Linked DNA regions of Mus musculus: regions 1, 2, 3, 5 and 6 are each linked to region 4. The links are chromatin contacts, called in public promoter capture Hi-C maps. All regions are on one chromosome and are shown on one strand. Each heading gives the region's core, a stretch centred on a gene start, on an enhancer-like site or on the middle of the called end of the contact. The rest is flanking DNA. Distances are from core to core; before and after follow the strand shown.

What was found. Promoter capture Hi-C pulls out the DNA fragments that hold promoters and counts their contacts. Capture Hi-C pulls out chosen DNA fragments and counts their contacts.
Region 1: a contact with region 4 is called in a promoter capture Hi-C map of pre-B cells, with 5 times the contacts expected there. The contact joins the promoter of Ocel1 here to the promoter of Slc25a42 in region 4. A contact is called at or near these places in 2 of 39 promoter capture datasets (hippocampal neurons and pre-B cells), 2 of 484 Hi-C or Micro-C datasets (CD4 T cells and muscle stem cells), 2 of 115 datasets of contacts at active chromatin or transcription factors (fetal liver and pancreatic cancer cells) and 1 of 9 other capture datasets (liver).
Region 2: a promoter capture Hi-C map of adipose tissue shows a contact between it and region 4, with 4 times the contacts expected there. The contact joins the promoter of Unc13a here to the promoter of Slc25a42 in region 4. A contact is called at or near these places in 1 of 39 promoter capture datasets (pre-B cells) and 1 of 9 other capture datasets (adipose tissue).
Region 3: a contact with region 4 is called in a promoter capture Hi-C map of pre-B cells, with 3 times the contacts expected there. The contact joins the promoter of Ushbp1 here to the promoter of Slc25a42 in region 4. A contact is called at or near these places in 8 of 39 promoter capture datasets (the C10 cell line, cranial neural crest, hematopoietic stem and progenitor cells and 4 more), 2 of 484 Hi-C or Micro-C datasets (muscle stem cells and pre-B cells) and 2 of 9 other capture datasets (adipose tissue and liver).
Region 5: a promoter capture Hi-C map of liver shows a contact between it and region 4, with 2.3 times the contacts expected there. The contact joins the promoter of Bst2 here to the promoter of Slc25a42 in region 4. A contact is called at or near these places in 5 of 39 promoter capture datasets (the C10 cell line, hippocampal neurons, liver and 1 more) and 1 of 9 other capture datasets (liver).
Region 6: a contact with region 4 is called in a promoter capture Hi-C map of liver, with 2.6 times the contacts expected there. The contact joins the promoter of Ano8 here to the promoter of Slc25a42 in region 4. A contact is called at or near these places in 1 of 39 promoter capture datasets (cranial neural crest), 1 of 115 datasets of contacts at active chromatin or transcription factors (microglia) and 2 of 9 other capture datasets (adipose tissue and liver).

Annotation. Positions count from the first base shown.
Region 1 is chr8:71,369,969-71,373,027 of GRCm38.p6, reverse strand. It overlaps Ocel1 (occludin/ELL domain containing 1), which reads right to left and starts at 1,730. Exons shown (of 4, transcript NM_029865.2): 1 at 1,043-1,730; 2 at 395-560; 3 at 226-279; 4 at 1-82. The coding sequence starts at 1,353.
Region 2 is chr8:71,670,468-71,673,448 of GRCm38.p6, reverse strand. It overlaps Unc13a (unc-13 homolog A), which reads left to right and starts at 1,692. Exons shown (of 44, transcript NM_001029873.2): 1 at 1,692-1,823. The coding sequence starts at 1,802.
Region 3 is chr8:71,393,992-71,397,351 of GRCm38.p6, reverse strand. Ushbp1 (USH1 protein network component harmonin binding protein 1) reads left to right here and starts at 1,551. Exons shown (of 13, transcript NM_181418.3): 1 at 1,551-1,638; 2 at 1,883-2,012; 3 at 2,181-2,302; 4 at 2,542-2,977. The coding sequence starts at 1,959. It overlaps Babam1 (BRISC and BRCA1 A complex member 1), which reads right to left and starts at 497. Exons shown (of 9, transcript NM_026636.2): 1 at 332-497.
Region 4 is chr8:70,210,627-70,213,696 of GRCm38.p6, reverse strand. It overlaps Slc25a42 (solute carrier family 25, member 42), which reads left to right and starts at 1,416. Exons shown (of 8, transcript NM_001007570.2): 1 at 1,416-1,469.
Region 5 is chr8:71,535,783-71,538,917 of GRCm38.p6, reverse strand. It overlaps Bst2 (bone marrow stromal cell antigen 2), which reads left to right and starts at 1,446. Exons shown (of 5, transcript NM_198095.3): 1 at 1,446-1,790; 2 at 2,484-2,559; 3 at 3,093-3,132. The coding sequence starts at 1,491.
Region 6 is chr8:71,484,633-71,487,987 of GRCm38.p6, reverse strand. It overlaps Ano8 (anoctamin 8), which reads left to right and starts at 1,921. Exons shown (of 17, transcript NM_001164679.1): 1 at 1,921-2,234; 2 at 2,878-2,988; 3 at 3,107-3,239. The coding sequence starts at 2,129. It also overlaps a transcript of Gtpbp3 not described here.

The sequences.
Region 1 (3,059 bases), core at 481-2,980, 1.2 Mb before region 4:
ATTTGCGGATCTGGGCCTTGAGGTGCCTGAGTTTACCCTTCAGGTAGTTACAGCGAGCCTGCTTATCCAGGAAGCCAGGATCCTAGGGGGACAAGAGTTGAGGAAGTCCTCCTGGCACTGTAACCAGAGGCCCTCAAGCTGTTCAGCTTTGATTACATGGTCCCAGTCTCAAGACAGCACCACACACACACAGCCCAATCTGTGACCCCAGGAGTCTCCACTCACCCCTCGCTTCTTCTCAAACTCTCTCCTGACATGAGCTGCCATGCGAGCCTCCTTCTGAAAGGGCAAGGTGGGAAGGGGCTCAGAAGGGCCACCATGACCCTGACAGCATGCCACCCAGTAGAAGCTGCACAGCCGCAGGAAGCTGGGGCACAGGAGTTCCTGGGCTGACCTGGCTTCGTGGCGGGGGCAGCGACAGCAGCAGGGCCTCCAGTTGCTGGAGCTTAGCCTGTGTGGCCCCCACCTCCCGCTGGAGCTCCGAGAACTCGCCATACTGGTCCTGGAACACTGCGGCATAGCGGCTCCGGTCCCTTCTGTTGGTCACTGGTGGGTACTTACTACCAGGTTGGAAGGGGTCAGTCAGTGTATAAGTAGAGGGAAATCTGTCTTTCCACCCATCATGGCAATTGGCTTTTCTTCTTCTTTTCTTTTGGTTTTTTTGAGACAGGGTTTCTCTGTGTAGCCCTGGCTGTCCTGGAACTTACTCTATAGACTAGGCTGGCCTCGAACTCAGAAATCCGCCTGCCTCTGCCTCCCAAGTGCTGGGATTACAGGCGTGTGTCACCACTGCTAGGCCCGGCAATTGGCTTTCCTTTGCCAGTGCTGACCACCAAATCAAAATGCCTTCTACCACCAATTCCGTTTCCTAATTTCATAAACTCTTATTCGCCCATCAAAACCCCAGCCTCAATGCCCCTTTCTGTTTCCCAGGCATTAAGAAGCTCTGAGGGAACGTGGGTATGATGAATTCAGGAGACTAAGGTAGGGGCTATCTTGGACTAGACGACCAGACCTGGTCTTACAACGAGTGGGCACTCACAGCTCGTAGTCAGGTACTGGGTTGAGGCGGGGTCCCAGATCTCTGGGATGCTTCTCAGGGTGCAGTGGCTCCCGGGGGCGCAGCTCATCCGCAAACACGATCTTCCGGGGCCTCACGCAGAGCTCTCCCGGCCCGGGCTGGCTCTGCGGCCGTCTGGAGCGCGGACGCTCCGGGGCAGGCATGCGTGGGGCTGCAGCTCTCTGGCGCCCCCTGGCGGCAGGGCGCGAATTGCAAGTGGCTTCCGGGCCTGAGAGCCTGGCCAGAGGACCCCGCCGGCCGCGCCTGGAGGCGGGACCTGCATGTATTTGCATACGCGAGCGCGGTTGGCTGGCCGCGCAACCCAGAGTGCGGATCCCGGAAAGGGGCACTGACGAGGCGCCGCGACGTCACCGCGGCGTCATGCTCGAGAGTGGCTGGCGGTGCAGCGCGGGCCCCGCCCCATTCTTGAAACCGGAAGAGCGCAAAGCAGCGGAGGGCGACTGGGGTCCGAGTCGAGACGACCCCTTCGCCTCTTGCCTCGCGGGGTTACGGCCCACAAAGCTTCCAGCCCCCGCCCGCCTGTGGTTATCCGAGGATCCCACTCGGTGTCACCTGTCCCAGAGCCCCGTCTGGCCCTGCCGCCGGGAACGCAGCTGTGCAGGAACTGCGGGTGGAGCCGTTGGCACGGGCGCTCGGCCGCTAGGGCGGGGCTCTCAGGGTGGGCGGAGCCTGCGGCGCGTGTTCCTCTCTGGGTTGGAATCAGCCCTTCACTATGCTGTTTGGCCTATTCATTTACCCCAGTCTATTGGGAAAATAAGGTAGTTTTTTTTTTTTCTTTTCTTTCTGCTTTTTTTTTTTTGTTTACCAATTTATTTTTTTCTTTAGCAATTGTATTATTTTTGTGTGTGTGTGACCTTGTACATACTCAGAGACCAATACAGGTCGTTGAGTGTCGTACAGCCCTACTTTTTTTTTTTTGACAGTTTCTCCGAAACCTGATGGTCCCTGTTTAGGTATTCTGGCTGGCCAGCGGGCTCCAGGTAGATCTGCTTGTATCTCCCTCCTAGCACTGGGTTGATAGGTTCCTGCTCCCCACCTCTGCCATTTTACAAGAGTACTAGGGGTTGGAACCTAGATCTGCATACTTGAGTCACACTCTTACACTGAGTCATCTCCCTAGACCCTAAGAAGTGACGTTTATTATGCTAACTATGTGTGTGTGCATGTCAGACTCCCTGAAGTTACCATTACAGTTAATATATTTATTTTTAAAGATTTATTTCATGTATATGAGAATATTGTAGCTGTACAGATGGTTGTGAGCCATCATGTGGTTGCTGGGATTTAACTGATGACCTCCGGAAGAACAGTCGGTGCTCTTATCCACTGAGCCATCTTTCCAGCCTATCTATCTATATTTATATACACACACACACACATATATATGTATATATATTTTTTTTTGGTTTTTCGAGACAGGGTTTCTCTGTGTAGCCCTGGCTGTCCTCACTTTGTAGACCAGGCTGACCTTAAACTCAGAAATCTGCCTTCCTCTGCCTCTCAAGTGCTGGGATTAAAGGCATGCACCACTACTCCCGGCCCAAATATATTTATTAGTTTTTAATTTTGTTTTTGTTGTTGTTTTTTGTTTGTTTGTTTGAGACAGGGTTTCTCTGTATAGCCCTGGCTGTCCTGGAACTCACGCTGTAGACCAGGCTGGCCTTGAACTCAGAAATCTACCTGCCTCTGCCTCCCAAGTGCTGGGATTAAAGGCGTGCGCCACCAGTGCCTGGCTAAATATAGTTTTTGATTGGCTTTTTTGTCCCTAACTCTTACTGCTTATTTTGCTCATGCTCTGGGGTGGAACTCAGGCTGTCAGGCTTTGTGGCAAGTGTCTTTACCAACTGAGCCGCCTGACAAGCCTTTCTTGTGCTATTTTTGGAAGATGGAGTCAAGGTCCCACTATGTGGCCCTGTCTGGCCTATAATTTTCTGTGTATACCAGGCTGGCCCTAAACTCAGTCTGCCTCCCTAGGGAG
Region 2 (2,981 bases), core at 443-2,942, 1.5 Mb before region 4:
CTCAGCATGTGAGCAAGCATGAAGGTCACTCTGCAAAGGGGGAAGGGGGCAGGGGAATTGAGCATCTCAGTGGTTAGGAGTACTGGCTCCTCCAGAGGACCCAAGTTTGATTCCTAGCACCCACAAGGTGGCTCAGCACCACTGCAACCCCTGTGTCAGTGACCTGACACCCTCTCCTGGCCTGTGTGGGCACCAAGCACTGAGGTGGGACACAGACATACAAGCAGAACAGTCACAAATGTAAAATAAATGCAAATAAATTTTAATTAGAGCAGCAGAGGGCTGTGAAGATGGCTGGGTAGCTACCATGCTCCTGAGGTGCCTAAGGGAAGTGGAGGTGCCAGGGTGGCCGCCATTCTGTCTCCAAAGCCTACAGGAGGAGCTGCTGATACATACCTCCAGGCCCTTCTCCAGGAGCTGCCAGTCTAAGCTGTGAGCTTAGGGCCAGTAAGACACTGCTACCAACAGCTACAATGATGAATAAGTGACCTGTGCATGAGGAACAGCATCCAGGGTTGTTCACTGGGCTTACATGCACAGGTGTGTGTGCTCAGACACACTCACATACACACACACTATCAGATACAGACACATACACTCAGACACACAGATACACAAACACACACTCAGACATAAACACATACAGACACACTCATACACACACACTTATACAGACACAGACACACAAGCACAAACACACTCACATAGACACATACAGACACACTCACACACACAGACACATGGACACACACAAACATACTCACATGCACACACAGGCACATGCAAACTCTGTCTTACACACACACACACACACACATTCCACACATGGAAAAAAATCAAGAAGCTCTGCACAATATCCCAGTGAGCTCCTCCTGCCAAGCCTGAAGCCATGAATTCTATTCCTGGAACCCACATAGTGGAAAGAGAATCAAGTCTGGAAAGTTGCCTTCTGATCTCCATGGGCGCTGTGATATGTGTGTGCCTCATTTCTACACACATAAACAATGTAATGTATAAAAAAAATTTTAGATTTATTTTGCTTTCTGTGCATGTCTGTGGATGGTTGGGAGCTACCATGTGGGTGCGAGGAACAGAAGGCTGGGGTCTCTGGAAGACCAGCTGGTGCTCTTAACCTCTGGGCAGCTCTCCAGACCCAATAAACGTGTGTTTTTTGTTTGTTTTGGTTTTTAGAGATAGAATCTCACTATGCAGACTAGGATGGCCACAGACTCGCAGAGATCTATTACGTCCATGGCCCGCAAGAAGTAAAGTTATAAAATGGGCAGAGATATGTGCCTGTGGTAGAGTATATGCCTCATACGGGGAAGGTAAGGCACATGTCTCGCAAGTGTCAGTACCCGGATTAAAAAACAAACAAAAAAACCAATAAACAAACAGCTTCCTGCGGCACTGAAGATGGGGAATTGACAGCAAATAGCAGTTCTGTTACCCAGGAGAATGTAAAACAAGAGCACAGGTTAGGTGGCTCAGAGAGGAAATAGAAACGTGGAGACCTAGGTAGGTGGAGCACGGACAGAAATACTCATCGAGGCTGAGCCAGAAAGCAAAGGGCTTTGAAACAGATACGACCTGGCCTGGACTCCCCGCAGTTTACGAGCCCTTTAAGGCGTCTGCCCGGCCCCGCCCCGTCACGCGTCTCCGGCTCCGCCCACGCCGCAGCGTCAGAGCGCGTCAGGCGCTGTCCGCGCCCCCGGTGCTGAAGCGACATGGCCGGCGGCCGGGCCCCGGCATAAGCCCTGAGCCCCGCGCTGCACCCGCCGCGCTCTAGCCGCCTGGAGTCATGTCTCTGCTGTGCGTGGGAGGTAGGTTCTGCGTGGACGCGGGAAAAGTGCGGGGTGTGCGTGGATGAGCCGAGTCGGGCTGCACAGCAGGGGGACCCCCGGTGCGCGCTTCAGGGCGCACTTGGATCAGCCCTAGGTGCTCTTCCTGTCACTCACACGAGTGGATGAGGGACTCGGGGCGCCTGTGTAGACGGTTTATAGGCCCTGGTTGGGGCTGAGGAGACGGCGGACCGTGCGCGCGAGGGTGGGGCGTTTAGGGGTAATGGGCCCGGACTGAGCGTAGGAGCAACCTCTCCGATCCCCAGTATGCCCTAAACAGTGCAGCAGGCTCCGCGGAAGCTCGTGGCTCCCTCTTCGCCTCACCCCTAGGGCTGGAGGAAGGGAAGGAGATGTGGGGGAGCAGCTATTTTGGGGCCAAAACGCCATCTGCACCGAGGCCCACGCCCAGGCCCACGCTCCGCATTTGGAGAGTAGGGAGGGAATAACGGGAGAGGTGTGACCCCTGCACCCCTCGAAGTTCCGGGTGGGGCTAGGCACGGCTGCCAGGTAACTCTACAGCGGGAGACCTTGGGCGACCGACTGGCCATGTAGCGATGCGTGCCGATACCGTTGTGAGCTCTAGGTTTGGAGGGTGGGGGGTGAACCCCCTACTCCCTTTCCCCTTCCCACCTCCAGGAAGCTGTGTAAGGAAGAGGGCGAGTCTCCATCCCCTCAGAACCCAGGCGGCGGGAGACCTGGGCGGCGGTGTGCGGATTTGAGCTCCGCGGCTGTGTAGCCCTAGATGGCCCCGCCCCTCTGCCCCTCCCCCTCCCTGTCCCCCCCTCCCCCTCCGCTCGCTGCTCCATTCACAAACCCGGCCCAGCCCGCCCGCGCCCCGCGGTGCATCGCTCTAGTCTGTTGGACGCGGGTGTTCTTAAAGGAGCAGGAACTCTTTTCTCTGACCCTGTGCCTCGAAGGTTCCGACTGCCCAGGATTACTGGGTATCCGCGGCTTCCAGACCTGGGAAGTAAGCGGAGCTGAACGTGAAGGGGATCCTCACCTCGGGAGCTCCCTGAATCCCGTGTCCTCCCATCCTGCCTCCTGGGGCGGGGGGGGGGGGGCGCGTCACCCCAACTCTGACGCAAACCGGAGGCTCAGCTGTGGGGGTGGAGGGCGTGCAGCCTAAGAAAGGAGGCTTCC
Region 3 (3,360 bases), core at 302-2,801, 1.2 Mb before region 4:
TTACCAACTGAGCCACAAGCACTGTTCCAACTGAACTGCTGTTCATCCTTAGCTTTCCGCTGTTTACACAGGACGAACACCCCAGTTGCCTGGTCACTGGGTATTCGACCCATTAAGGCCTCCAGTGGCTCCCACACCTGGGAGACTTGGTTTGTGGAGCCGAAAAGATACAGTTGAAGTTTCCCAAAACTACTTTTCCCCTGAGGCGGCGCCGGTCCGGTCCCTAGGGAAACACAGGAAGCCCAAGTGACCCTGCGATGGATGCGCGGTTTTAGGGGTGGCATCTCGGGACCTCGAATCCCCCACCCCTAAGTCCTCAAGAAGAACGAACCTGGAGCTACAGCAATCCGGGTCGAAGTTAGACCACGGCGACACAAAGCTCACGCGCGTTCACAGTGCCGCAGGTTCCACTCTGTAGCCTGGGCACCGCGGCCAGTCAATCAGGACTCTAGGAAGCCGCCATCTTCCTGGCCGGAAGTTTGTGCGGCGCTGCCGAGACACCTTCTGGGAAATGTAGTTCAGTGGCCCTCGGGACATGGAAGCTGATAGGCTGAGGCGTTCTGGGGGTGTGGCTTGGAGTGGCTGGAATGGGGCTGAAGATGGGTAATACTGGGAGTGGGTGTGATCTGTGGTGGATAGAAGCAAAATTGGGCGTAATTTGTAGTTCCGGTTTAATCACGCTATGGTTCTCAAGGCTTCTGCTGAAATAGGACAGAAGCCTGAGCTGGGCGGGGCCGTTTGATGATTGACGGGGTAGGACTTGGCTTGGACTTGCCAAAGGCCTTCTCAGTTACTTATGTAACTTAGGTTGGCATTCATTCACTAGTACCTTGATGAGGACTGGTGGTGCACACCTGTCATCCCAACACTCCAGAGACCCGGAGACGAAGATCGGGCGTTTAGACCAGGCTGGGCTAAATGAGACGCTGTATAAAAACTAAAATGTAAAGAAAAAGTAAAGAAGGCAGCAGACACACTGTGGACAAGCTTATTGTTGCCAGTGCCTCCAACCGCCTGATGCAGCAGTTCAGACTCATTGAAGAGAAACGTTGTGGGCTACTGAGCAGGTGCAGGCTCTTGCCACCAATCCTGAGGGGCCTGAGTTCGATCTCGGAGACAAGTAGGACCACCACAGACAAAGATGAGTAAAGCAAAGTAATGAAAAATAAAAGCTGTGCAAATGCTGAAGCCAACTCCTACAGTTTTGGTTTTTTTTTGGTTTTAGAAACACACACACACACACACACACACACACACACACACACACACACACACAAAGACCTTCACATTAGAGCGAGTCCTGGTGAACAGGGGACACAAAAAATCCAAAATGAAAATGGAAGGTTTGGCCTCGGGTAAGGGGATACTGATATCTTTAGAGCGGGACAAAGGTCCTGGTCCTCCATCCTCCTCCCGTTCTGGAGGAAGCCGGCATCCTGGAGAAGGAAACGAAACAATAACTGTCCATGTGATCAGGGTAGGGGGGCTTCCTGTTTCCCAGCCCCTCCCGGGCCACTTTTGGCTATCGCAGCCTCAGTAGCCAGTGGCCAGAATGGCTTGAGATATGCCCTGGATCTCAGGCCTTTCCCAAGGTGCTCTGGAGAAGCAGAGAAGAGCGCAGCAGGGTCAACCCCCAGGGTGAGGGAGTTTGATGCTAAGAGCCGTAGGAAGAAAGAGGATTTTAGGGTCCCTACCCAATGCTTCTATGGGGGGTGGGGCACAGATAAGAGAAACGCCTTCAGACAGCTGAGGGGAGAAGAATGCCCAGTAGAGATGGGGGATGGGGGAGTAAGGAACAAGTAGATAGTTAGTGGGCACTATTGGAGAGGTATATGAATATTTAAATGTGTCAATCGGAGTAGACACCCCAAAAATCCTACAGGAAACAAAAAAACAAAAAACAAGGATTCTAAGGTGACGAAGGCAAGAACTGAAAGCAGACTGTAGTGACAGAGGCAATGAGTGCCCGGGCCACACGGCCCCGAAGCCGTCGAGGGAGGCATCCTCTGCCTGTAAGTGTGCCCCTCTTCCTGCCACACTCAGTCCCATGGATCCTGGGAACCCAGGCCTGCTAGGCTCAGAGCCCGTGGTGGTGTAGGGGAGTCCTCCACAGGTGGAGCTGGATATGATGGCCAAGAGACTGTGTGTGTGTGTTGGGGGGAAACGGGGTTCATTCACAGGGGGAGCTAGACCCTGTAGCTGAGAGCTCAGAGGAAGTAGATGCCAACAATGGACGCTTCGAGACTAAACCTGAGCTGCATCAGGAATACCTTGGTCCTGGCCTTCAGAGCCCAAGGAACTGGTAGGATGCATTTAGTATGTACCCTATATTCTAGCCCAACACCCCAACACCCCCCCTGCACAAAGCTGCCTCCTGCCACTCACCTGCCCATTGCCTCTGCTGCCTGCCTCTCTCCTCTTCCTGTTTATCCTCCAGCCATGCCGCTCATTCCCTACTCTACCTTCCTAGCGACCCTAGGGTTAGCCCTCCAGGTCTCTTCTGAGCCTCAGGTGGCTGGGGTTCCCCCACTATCTTCACAGGATCAAGGAGGGTTGTGATGTGGGATCCCATGCGGTTCTATCCTTGAGCCCAGAAGAACAGTGCGAGCCTGAGGTGGAAGCCCACCAGGTCCTGCAAGAAGCCCCCCTGGATAGTGGCCCTGCTGAGATATCAGTACCCAGTGTGTATGAGACCTTGCAGTGCAGGCTGAGCTCCCTTGAGGCAGTTGTAGCTGCCTTGCGCCACCACTCGCTAAGCTTTCCAAAGTCAGTGGAAGCAGAAGACAGAGACCAGGGGGCTCCGGGGCCCTTTGGTGATGAGAAAGAAGACGCAGGACCTGGACAGCAGGAGGCTGCTCGCCTCATAGAGAGGAACGCCTGGCTGCGGCTAGCCCTGTGCAACCGGGAGGATGAGCTGGCATGCACTCAGGCTTCACTGCAGGACGCCCAGGCAGAGAAGGAGACTCTGCAGAGACAGGTAAGCTGGTGACTGGGGAAGAGGCAGATCCAGCCTTGGGAGCAGACACACTGATGTGGAACAGTGACAGATGTGCCAAGGAAGTGACCAACAGAGACAGCACAGTGAGAGGGAGAGCAAGGAAGACAGGCAGGCTGCACCCCATGATCTTAACACTCAGGAAGTCCAAGAGGGACAGTCTCCACTCAGGTGAGCCCTGGCTAAGACCAACTTTGTTCTCAGCTGTAGACTGAGTCCAAGGCTAGCCTGGATTACAGACCCTACCTATGTCAGTTGCACTACACACACACACAAACACACACACTAATCCTGTCTTGGGGGGTGTTTTTTATTTTTCGTTTTTTCGGATACAGAATTTCTCTGTGTAACAGAGCCCTGGCTGT
Region 4 (3,070 bases), core at 167-2,666:
TAAAACAAATGTATTTTCCCCACTTTCAATGTTGATTGATGTCTGGTTTTTAGGAAGAGACATCCCATGTACACAAGCTTGCTTTAATTAATTGCTTGCTTTAATTTTCTTGGCCATGATTTGGGTCGGTGGTCTTTCTCCTTGAATCTGTAGGATTAACATTTACCCATTGAGCCATCTTGCTGGCTCCTTCTGTTTCCACAAAGGGGTCAGGGAGGCAAGATTGAACCTAAGGATTGCTCTGTCCAAGGCTTGAGCAGACTGAGTAACTCAGGTCACTCCGTTCCCCACTGTCTTACTACCCTTTCTGAGGGGGTTCAGAGCTTCAATATACAAATTGAACAGCTAAAGTGCTCTGTAACCTTGGTCAAAGAGCTTGACCTCTCTGTGTTCCCTTTGACATGTGGTTGTATTTATTGTTTGGTTAATTCACCAGTTACCACAAACACAGGGATGTCATAAGATCTCGTAAAGGATAAAGCTTGGACCCAGAGACGTCACTTTCTGAAAGTCAGATCACGTCAGCAGGATTGCACTTTTGCTTCCCATGTTTTGCACATGAACTCAAGTAGCAGAGGAAGGCTGAGTGATCTGAGTTTCTGCCCTTTGTATCATCGGCAGGGGAACAGTAAAGGAGGGACGGGCTGAGAATTAACCAAGAGTGTTTCAACTGTCAAAGTCTAAATTCAGGAAAGAGTAAAGCTTCTGAGCGCCATGGGAACCTGAGGAGTCTGCGCGGAACATACTAGATCATCCAGGGCAGACAAGATAGTTATGGTCTGTACCTAGCGCGCCCACCCCTGGAAGATGCACCGCCTACAGCTTCTGCGATTGGTCCCAGGACCTGTACATCTTTAGTGTCGCAGTCAATCATCGTTGCCCTCCGGGCTACACCCTCCGATCCTCGAGCTTCGCCCTTGCCCAGCGCGCCAGCTTACTCAGAGCGCTGACCTTGCTCTTCAGCGATTGGCTAAGAGGGCTGTTTCCAGGCCCCGCCCCCTCCCTTCAGTTATTGGCCCAAAGCGTTGCTTGTTTTCTGCAGAATCCAATCCTCGCTTCTGTCTCCTTGTGCCCCGAATTCTCAGAAACCAAGAGCCGCCTTTCCTCTTAGCTCCGCCTATACCCCTTGGCAATTGGCCGGAAGCTCTGCCCATTTTCTGCGGGTTCCAATTCTTGAACGCCCCCCACCAGGCCTCTCCGCCTTGTACCCGGTGTAGAACGCTCAGAAGAACCAGGGCCGCCCCTCCATGTAGCCTCGCCCCTTCCTTTAGCGATTGGTTAAAAAGGATGCCCGTCTGTGCCATGCTTACCAATTCTTGCCGTCTCCAGCGCTGATTGGACAGGGCGTGACCAATGGCGGCAGGGCCTGGGCCCCTCCCGGCCTCGAGCTTAGGGCCCGCGCGAGGCGGGGCTGCAGCGGCTGAGGCGGCTGAGGCAGTAGCGGCAGCAGCGGCGACGCGTCCGGGCAGGTGAGCGCGACCCAAGGAGTGCAGGCGCCAAGGGGCGACGCGGGGTGGCGGGGTTCTCGCGGCCCGGGCTGGGAGGAAGCGCGGCATGGGGCCGTTTCGTTGTGACAGCAGTGTCGCGAGCGTGGAGAGGTGACAGATCCCCTCACACACCCTGTGTTTCGCGCGTCCTCGGGGTCCCCACGGCCAGGCCGAACCCTAATTTCACACCGAGCTGCCCTGAGAGTGACAACCCCTGTGAGGCCAAGGTGGCCGCTTACGCACCCAACATGCGTGCCTCGCAGACCTGATCTTCCTCAGCCCGCTGCGTGTCCTTCCTTTGGAACCCGGGTGGACGCTTCGGGTGCAAGCTTCGGGTGCCACCCGGACGCGGCTGCTACACACGTGCACCTGCGTGCCTCTCCCCGTCCCTGTCGCGCAACCATCGCTTCACTCCCAAAGCAAAGTCCACCTAACTTGTGGTTTTAAATTTTTTATTTTCGTCCCCCGTGTAGTGCGAGTGGTGGCTTGGTTTTGGAAACCGTGTTTCACTGTGTAGAGCCAGCTGGTCTGGAACTCACAGAGATCTCCCTGCCCCTGCCTCCCAAGTGCCAGGATTAAAAGTGTGGGGTACCACCTGGTCTGTTATTGCTTTAACAGGGCTTTTAAATTTATTTCTAGCATTTCATTTTATTGTATTTATTTATTGATTAGTTTTGGAGTCAAAGTCTTGCACTGTAACCCAGGTTGTCCTTGAACTTTTATAAAGAGTGCTTGAGGTCAGGTGAGATGGCTCAGCAAACTGAGTTTTTGGGAACTGCCAAAAGTTGTCCTCTGATCTCTACATGGGCTCTGTGGCACACACGTAAATACACACACACACACACACACACACACACACACCACAATATGTATATGTATATGCATATAAAATCACTTCTTGACACAGCATGATGTTATGAGTCATCTGTGCACTGAACAGGTAGAGGTAGGATCAGAAGTTCAAGGTTACCTTGGCTACACACAGTGAATTTGAGTAGCCTGGTCTGTTTAAGACCTTGTTTCACAAAAAGAAAGGAAAGAAAACTAATGAGCAAACAGTGCATAGACGGGAGTGGAGTTGGTAGAGTGCTTGTTTGAAGTTGGGGGTTCCATTCCTAGCACCAGAGAAACCAGGTGTGGGGGTACACACTTATCATCTCAGCAGGGGGATCTGGAGTTCATGTCCAGCCTGGGCTACTCAGAGGCCCTGTCTCAAAGACCAATAACAAACAAAAATCTCAGGGCTGGACAGCTTTTGAGTCATTTCTGGACTTAGAATAATCTCCTCAGCCTGATGCTCAGAGCATCCCAGTTCACCAACCAGAAGTCTGAAGCCCTCAAACGCTGCAGCAGGCTCTGCCTGGCCCCCTTGAGCCTTGTCTGTGAGCCAGCTCCTGTCAAAGGCTGCTTACTGGTGTTTCTGTCTCTTGAGTTAGTGGAGGAAGGGAGCCCCCACCATACTCCACCCCATTCCCAGGCATTTCTCCCAAGTCGTGACTGATGAATCCGGAAATGCTTAGCTGGAAGGGACAGCCCCTAGGTGGCTGCCTGAGCTTGTGTCTCCAGGCTTTGGAGGGTGTGGA
Region 5 (3,135 bases), core at 197-2,696, 1.3 Mb before region 4:
TAACAATAAAGACTCTCTTTGTTCTTGCATCAAACTCGAAATTCCTGATGTTGTTCTGGGGTTCCTGAGAACTGGGCATAACATTGGCATTTCATCTAGGCTCCGCCCCACAGTTACCTGGCAACAGCCAGGTGTGCCTGACTCACTATAAAAGGGGCTGCTTGCCTCTTCCTCTCTTTTCTCCTCTTCTAGATCTTGCTCCCTTTACCCTCTTCCTCCTCTCTCCCCATTCCCCTCCCACCTCTCTCTCTACCTGTTCCCGGCTAGCCTCTACTCCTCTACTCTCTCTCTCTCTCTGCCTTTCTCTGTCTCTACTAGGCCCTCAACTCCCCTCCCCATGCCCTAAATAAACTCTATTCTATACTCTACATCCCATTGTGTGACTGGTACCCTGGGGGCCTCAGCCTGGGCCTGCAGAAGCACCCTCTTCCCCCACACCATACCACACCCCCATCAAACATATCCCTGGCTTCTTTTTCTTTTTATAAAACACAACACCGAGTCCTCCTATGCAAACTGGTCTTCACAAGGACAGAAAACGTAATCTCTCCATATACTAGTGCTTTGGCCACACAGTTTCAGTCCTGAAGAGAACCCCTTGACTGAATGTGGTCTGCCCTATGTGTCCTCAGTAAAGACTCCATAGTGTTTTGAGGTGGGTACCATTCAGGACATTCAGCGGAGCCAGGGAGGATTCCAGAGTAGTGGAGCACACCTGCCATCCCAGCACTCGGGAGGCAGAGACAGAAGGATAGGAAATCAAGGACAACCCCTATGCTAACTCCAGGTCATGCTTCATGTCACTTTTGCCCAAAGCCAGGCCAAGCCCTCTCTGAGTGCCTGGTGCTCACTGAAACACTCCTTTTTTACCCCGTTCACAGAGGTTTTCCCGCAGGCAGGTTTTCCCCGCCAGGTTGCTCCTGATGCCAGGACAAGAGCTGGGAGGCACACTTTGCTACCTGGCCAGGCTTGGTTTCCTGCCCGCTGCTCTGTAGCCACTATTCTCAATATACAGATTCTCAATAGCTCCCACGATCCTTTCGTGAATGGAGACCCCTGACCTCAAACCTTGGCCTTTGGTCTTCAGTCCACAACTGAACCTTGAAGTCTTAGTTCCCCTTCTAGGAGACCAAACCGACAACCGGCCTGTCTCTGCCTCCCAAGTGCTGGGGTTAAAGGCGTGCGCCACCACCGCCCGGCGGACAGCCACTGTTAAGTCGAGTCCCAAGCCCACAGGCACCAGGTGACTGGCCAGCGAAGGCCAAGAATTTGAGTTGAATTCCAGAAGTTTCTCTTGCTTCTAGGGGCATTCCAGGAAAATGAAACTGAAAGGCTGCAGTTTCTCCACTAGCAGTTTGCAACCCGGCGGCTCTAGAATTGCGTTGGACTCCTGAAGTTGCTATTTGCTAGAAGCAGTGGTGGGGCGGGGTTATGCTAATAAGGGCGTGGCCTGGAAAGGGTTCCTGAGCCCTCTAGGATCGACGGATCACATGGCGCCCTCTTTCTATCACTATCTGCCCGTGCCCATGGATGAGATGGGGGGGAAGCAAGGATGGGGCAGCCACCGGCAGTGGCTGGGGGCCGCGATCTTGGTGGTCCTGTTCGGGGTTACCTTAGTCATCCTGACAATCTACTTCGCCGTCACAGCGAACAGCGTGGCCTGTAGAGACGGGTTGCGAGCGCAGGCTGAGTGCCGGAACACCACGCACCTGTTGCAGCGCCAGCTCACCCGCACCCAGGACAGTCTGCTGCAGGCCGAGACACAGGCAAACTCCTGCAACCTGACCGTGGTAAGCCTGGAATCCGTCCCCTCCAGTGGCTTTGAAACAGCCAAGCAAGTCCCCCACCCCCACCTCGAAGGCCAGCTACTAAAGACTGAAATCCTGGGAGACCTTAGAACTCCCTACAGCTCTGCAATCAGGGGCCTCAGTATCCTCCCTTCCTTTGGTGACTCTCCAAACTTTGTGTAGAGTGCTTGAGTTGGAGAGCTCGAACCTGACTTAGGGACCAGCATTTGGCTTCACTGGGATATCACTCAGCCCTGATTGAATTTTTTGAAACAGGGTCTCCTAAATTGCTCCGGCTGTCCTAAAAGTCACTCTGTAGACCAGGCTGGCCTCAAATGCTGCCTTTCAAGTGCTAGTATTAAAAACATGAGCCACCACACCTAGCAAATTATTGAAACTTTTAATATGTCTCTGAGAGACCTTGTCTGGGAAGCCCGGTTCTGCTGTGTGTTTGTGTAGGAGAATATCTGGAACTTTCTACTAGGGGTTAACTACGAAGAGTTTTCAAACTCCTATGTGGGCACTTAAAATTGCCGTTTTGGAGATTACACCTTGGTAGGACTGGGTGGATACGGAGAGTGTTGGAGGGGAACCTGAAAGGGGCTTTGCTTGAGAAGGTCTCAGATGCCTTTGCCTGGAAGTTTCCTAGGGGCCAGGACAACAGCCAACCCATGTTTGTGCCGCTTTTCTGATCAGGTGACCCTTCAGGAGTCCCTGGAGAAGAAGGTGTCTCAAGCCCTGGAGCAGCAGGCCCGCATCAAGGAGCTTGAGAGTGAGAGGGGGGCAGGGGGAGGGGGAGGTCCAGTGGAGCTGGGAGGGAATAGCTTAGGCCTCCAGGTTGGGACTTGGGGAGAGGTGCTGACCCACATGAAGGGGTGGCAGGGTCATGAGCCCACTGCTTGGAAGTTTGGTTTCTTCCCAGAGACAGACAGAGTGCCAGGGATGAAGGAATAAAGCTTGGGGAGTGGAAGTAGGGGTTTATGTCAGCAGAGAGCAGAGGGTGGGTAGGAAGAACGTTGTCAGGAGGGTGGAGGCCACAGATCTGCTGGGTTTCCCAAGTGTTCTCTAAACTGGTGCTTCTACAGCCCTGCAGAAGGCCTTAGGCTGGCCTTCCTTTGATTCCTTTCTCCTTATTACCCCACCCCCACCCCCTCTGCCTGACCACACTGGCTGCTGTGTGGCCTTGGTGGTTAGATGCATCCCAGGTGTTCCCTTGGGGTGCTCTGGCTGTCCCCGCCCTCTCCCCCTTCTGGCTGCTCACTTAGCAGCAGTATACCGACCAGCCCTCTGCTTGTGTCATCGCAGATGAAGTCACGAAGCTGAACCAGGAGCTGGAGAATCTGAGGTT
Region 6 (3,355 bases), core at 672-3,171, 1.3 Mb before region 4:
CCTCTTCGGGGTCCCGGTTGGCCGCAGGTCCGATGTGTGTTCCGGGATAGGCATCCTGGGGCCTCCAGTTAACTTCGGGTTAACCCGGGACAGCACTGAACTGCGGGGTGAAGGAGCAGGCTCGAATACCAGGTTCTGGGCGGGCGGGGCTTCGCGAGCGCCCTCGCACTGCCAATTCTCTGGTTCTCGACTTGTGCGGGCGGGCGCTCTTTAGTTAGTGCTGCCGGGTACAGTATAGTCTCAAAGCCCTCAGGTTCCCATCTGCCCTACTTTCAGTCTGTGAAACAGGGACAGTGACGTTGTCCATCTCCTGTGGTCCCATCTTTTTTGTTTGTTTGTGTGTTTGTTTTTGTTTTGTTTTTTTCGAGACAGGGTTTCTCTGTGTAGCCCTGGCTGTCCTGGAACTCACTCTGTAGACCAGGCTGGCCTGGAACTCAGAAATCCGCCTGCCTCTGCCTCCCAAGTGCTGGGATTAAAAGCGTGCGCCACCAGTGCCCGGCCCCCGTGGTTCCATCTTAACACGTTTAGAGCAAGTGCTCATTACCTACTAAGTGCTCACAGGACTTCAGGGTGGGCCACTCTGAAGTGGGAAAACATGGGAGATCAGGGCTGTGGGTTTTGGTGCTTGCTTCTAAGTCTGACGACCTGAGTTCAATCCCCTGGACCCACATGGTGGAAAGAATCAGTTTCCACAGGTGTCCGTCCTCTCACCTCCATACACTCGCCAAAGCGCTCCTGCCCACAACAAACAAACATTCTTTAAAAATCTGGTATCAGGCTTAGCTTTGTGGTTGAGCATTTCCCAGCAAGCTGGACTTTTGACAGCCTCCCTTCCCACCTAGGATCACCCAGAACATAAAAGTTTCAGACAAACAACATTTCTTTGTGTAGTTGTCAGAACATACCAGTATATCTGAAATTCATTTAATCAGTGGCTTTATTTTTTGAGGCCTATTTGTTATTTAACGATGTGTAAGCTTTGGTGTCGGGCATATTTAGCATCCCCTGGCTCTGGAGTTACTGGCAAGTGTAGGTGCAGGAACCGAACCCTGGTCCTCGAGAAGAGCTACAAGTGTTATTAACCGCGGGGACATCTCAACAGCTTGGCCCACCCTTTTTTGACACAGTGTCTTGGAAGCCCGGGGTGATCATGAACTTGCTATGTGGCCTCTGAGGATGCCTTTGAAATCCCGATCTTTCTGCCTCTTGAGTGCAGGGCTGGTAGCTCCGTGCTGGGCCAGCGATCTACTGATTGAGTCACACCAGTCGTGCCCTTTAGCGGGACTCTTTTATTCCATTTATCTGTGTGTGCGAGGTGACGCTTGTCCGCATTGGTGTACAACTTGTGGCAACACCTTTATATGCAGTGAGTGCCTCAAGATTGTGTTTATTTGATAAATTTGGCACCTGAATCCTTATCCTTTTATGGAAGCTGTATTGTAGTAATAAGGGTTGTGTGGGAGCAGAGGGCAGTAATATGTTTTCAGAACCTGAACTGTATGTGCAAAGGCCCTGGGGGCAGGCAGGACCTGCTATAATTACTTACATTCCAGTTGGGGTACTTGAGGTATTGTTCTCAGGTATGTCACTCAGCCAGGTCCTCCCTCTCGCACCCGGCTCAGAATCCACCCCTTTGACCTCAATACTTTGTAGATGGGTAAACAGACTGAAGGGCTGAGGGTGGAAGAAAGTTCTTCTCAGTGTCGGCCTGAACAAGCACGGTAGATCCAAGTGGGCGGGCAAGAAGGAAGCGTACAAAAAAAGAAAGAAAGGAAGGAAGGAAGGAAGGAAGGAAGGGAGGAAGGAAGGAAGAAAGAAAGAGAGAAAGAAAGAAGAAAAGGAAAAACACTCGGGCGGGGACCGGAAGCAGAGATGAGGCGGGGGTGGGAGTGGGGGTGGGACTGAGTGACTGAGAGTGACCGCGCTGAGACTAGGAAGAAGAATTGAGGTTTGGCTTGGGCGGGGACGACAAGCAAGTGGAGCGCAGGGACGGCGGGCTGCGCGGGCGGGCGAGAGAGGCCTTTGTCTCCTCCTCCGGCGCGCTCGGTGGTGCCACTCCGGTCCTCATGAGCCCGTGGCCCCCCAGCGCCCGGGCGTCCCGCGGCCCCTAACCTGCCCTGTCCTCGCCATGGCCGAGGCGGCTTCGGGCGCCGGGGACGTGACCCTGGAGGGGGAGCGGGGCAAGAGGCCCCCTCCCGAGGGCGAGCCTGCGGCGCCTGCGTCTGGAGTACTGGGTATGTTTGCTGCGGGTGGCACCGAGACAGGTGTACAGGGTGCAGGCAGGGGCTGCAGGAGACGCCGTTCAGGGTCACACACCCTAGCGTGTGGCCCAGAGGCTGCTCCTCGTAGTGCTGCAGCTGCGGCGCAGGGCGCGGGGTTGGTCAATGGGTCTGCACCGGGGGTCCCCAGTGCAGGAACGTGGACACGCCCCTCTGATGGCCCCAGCCTGGCCCGTGTGAGCCTCGCCACCTGGAGACTCCCAGCACAGGGAAACAGGGCGATTAGGGTCCTGGGTTCAAATCCCATATTGGCTGGGTGACCTTGAGCTCGTGGATAGTCTCTGGGCCTCAGTTTGGTGACCTGTGAAATGGGAGGAAGGACTGCACTCTGCGCCTGCTTTAAGGACCGTTCTTTCATACCAAGAAGCACTCAAGGCAGCTTGTGGGCACCCCACCAATTGTGGTTTGGGAGGCAGGGTTGGGCCTCAACCATGAGTAAGATTCTTAAGGCAGGACCTAGGGGGAAGGGCCTGGCTGATGCAGGAGAGAAGAGAGCAAGCCCAGGCTATGGGTGCCTAGCCCTTGAGAGCTCTAATGAGGGCCGAGTCAGTCCCTGAAGGGGCCTGATCTCAGCCCAGCCTGCCACGCTGCCCCATAGATAAACTATTTGGGAAGAGGCTCCTGCAGGCTGGCCGCTACCTGGTGTCCCACAAGGCATGGATGAAGACAGTGCCCACTGAGGACTGCGACGTGCTCATGACCTTCCCAGGTATCCACACCTGTCTGCCATGGGCCCGGATGCTGCCTTTACCGCCTCGGTGGAAATGTGGAGGCCCTTGTGGGCACCTCTCGAGGCAAGACCCATTGGCCCCTATGCCCCTTGGCAGACACCACTGATGACCACACGCTGCTGTGGCTGCTGAATCACATCCGGGTGGGCATTCCCGAGCTGATCGTGCAAGTTCGCCACCACCGCCACACGCGTGCCTATGCCTTCTTTGTCACCGCCACATACGAGAGGCGAGTCCCCTGCCTCTACCTCCCTCTGGCCCTGTCACCCGGCTCCTTGCCCCTCTGAAGACCAACTGTGCTAACTATTCGTTTGTCCTAAGATGTGGCTCTCGCACAGTCCTTAG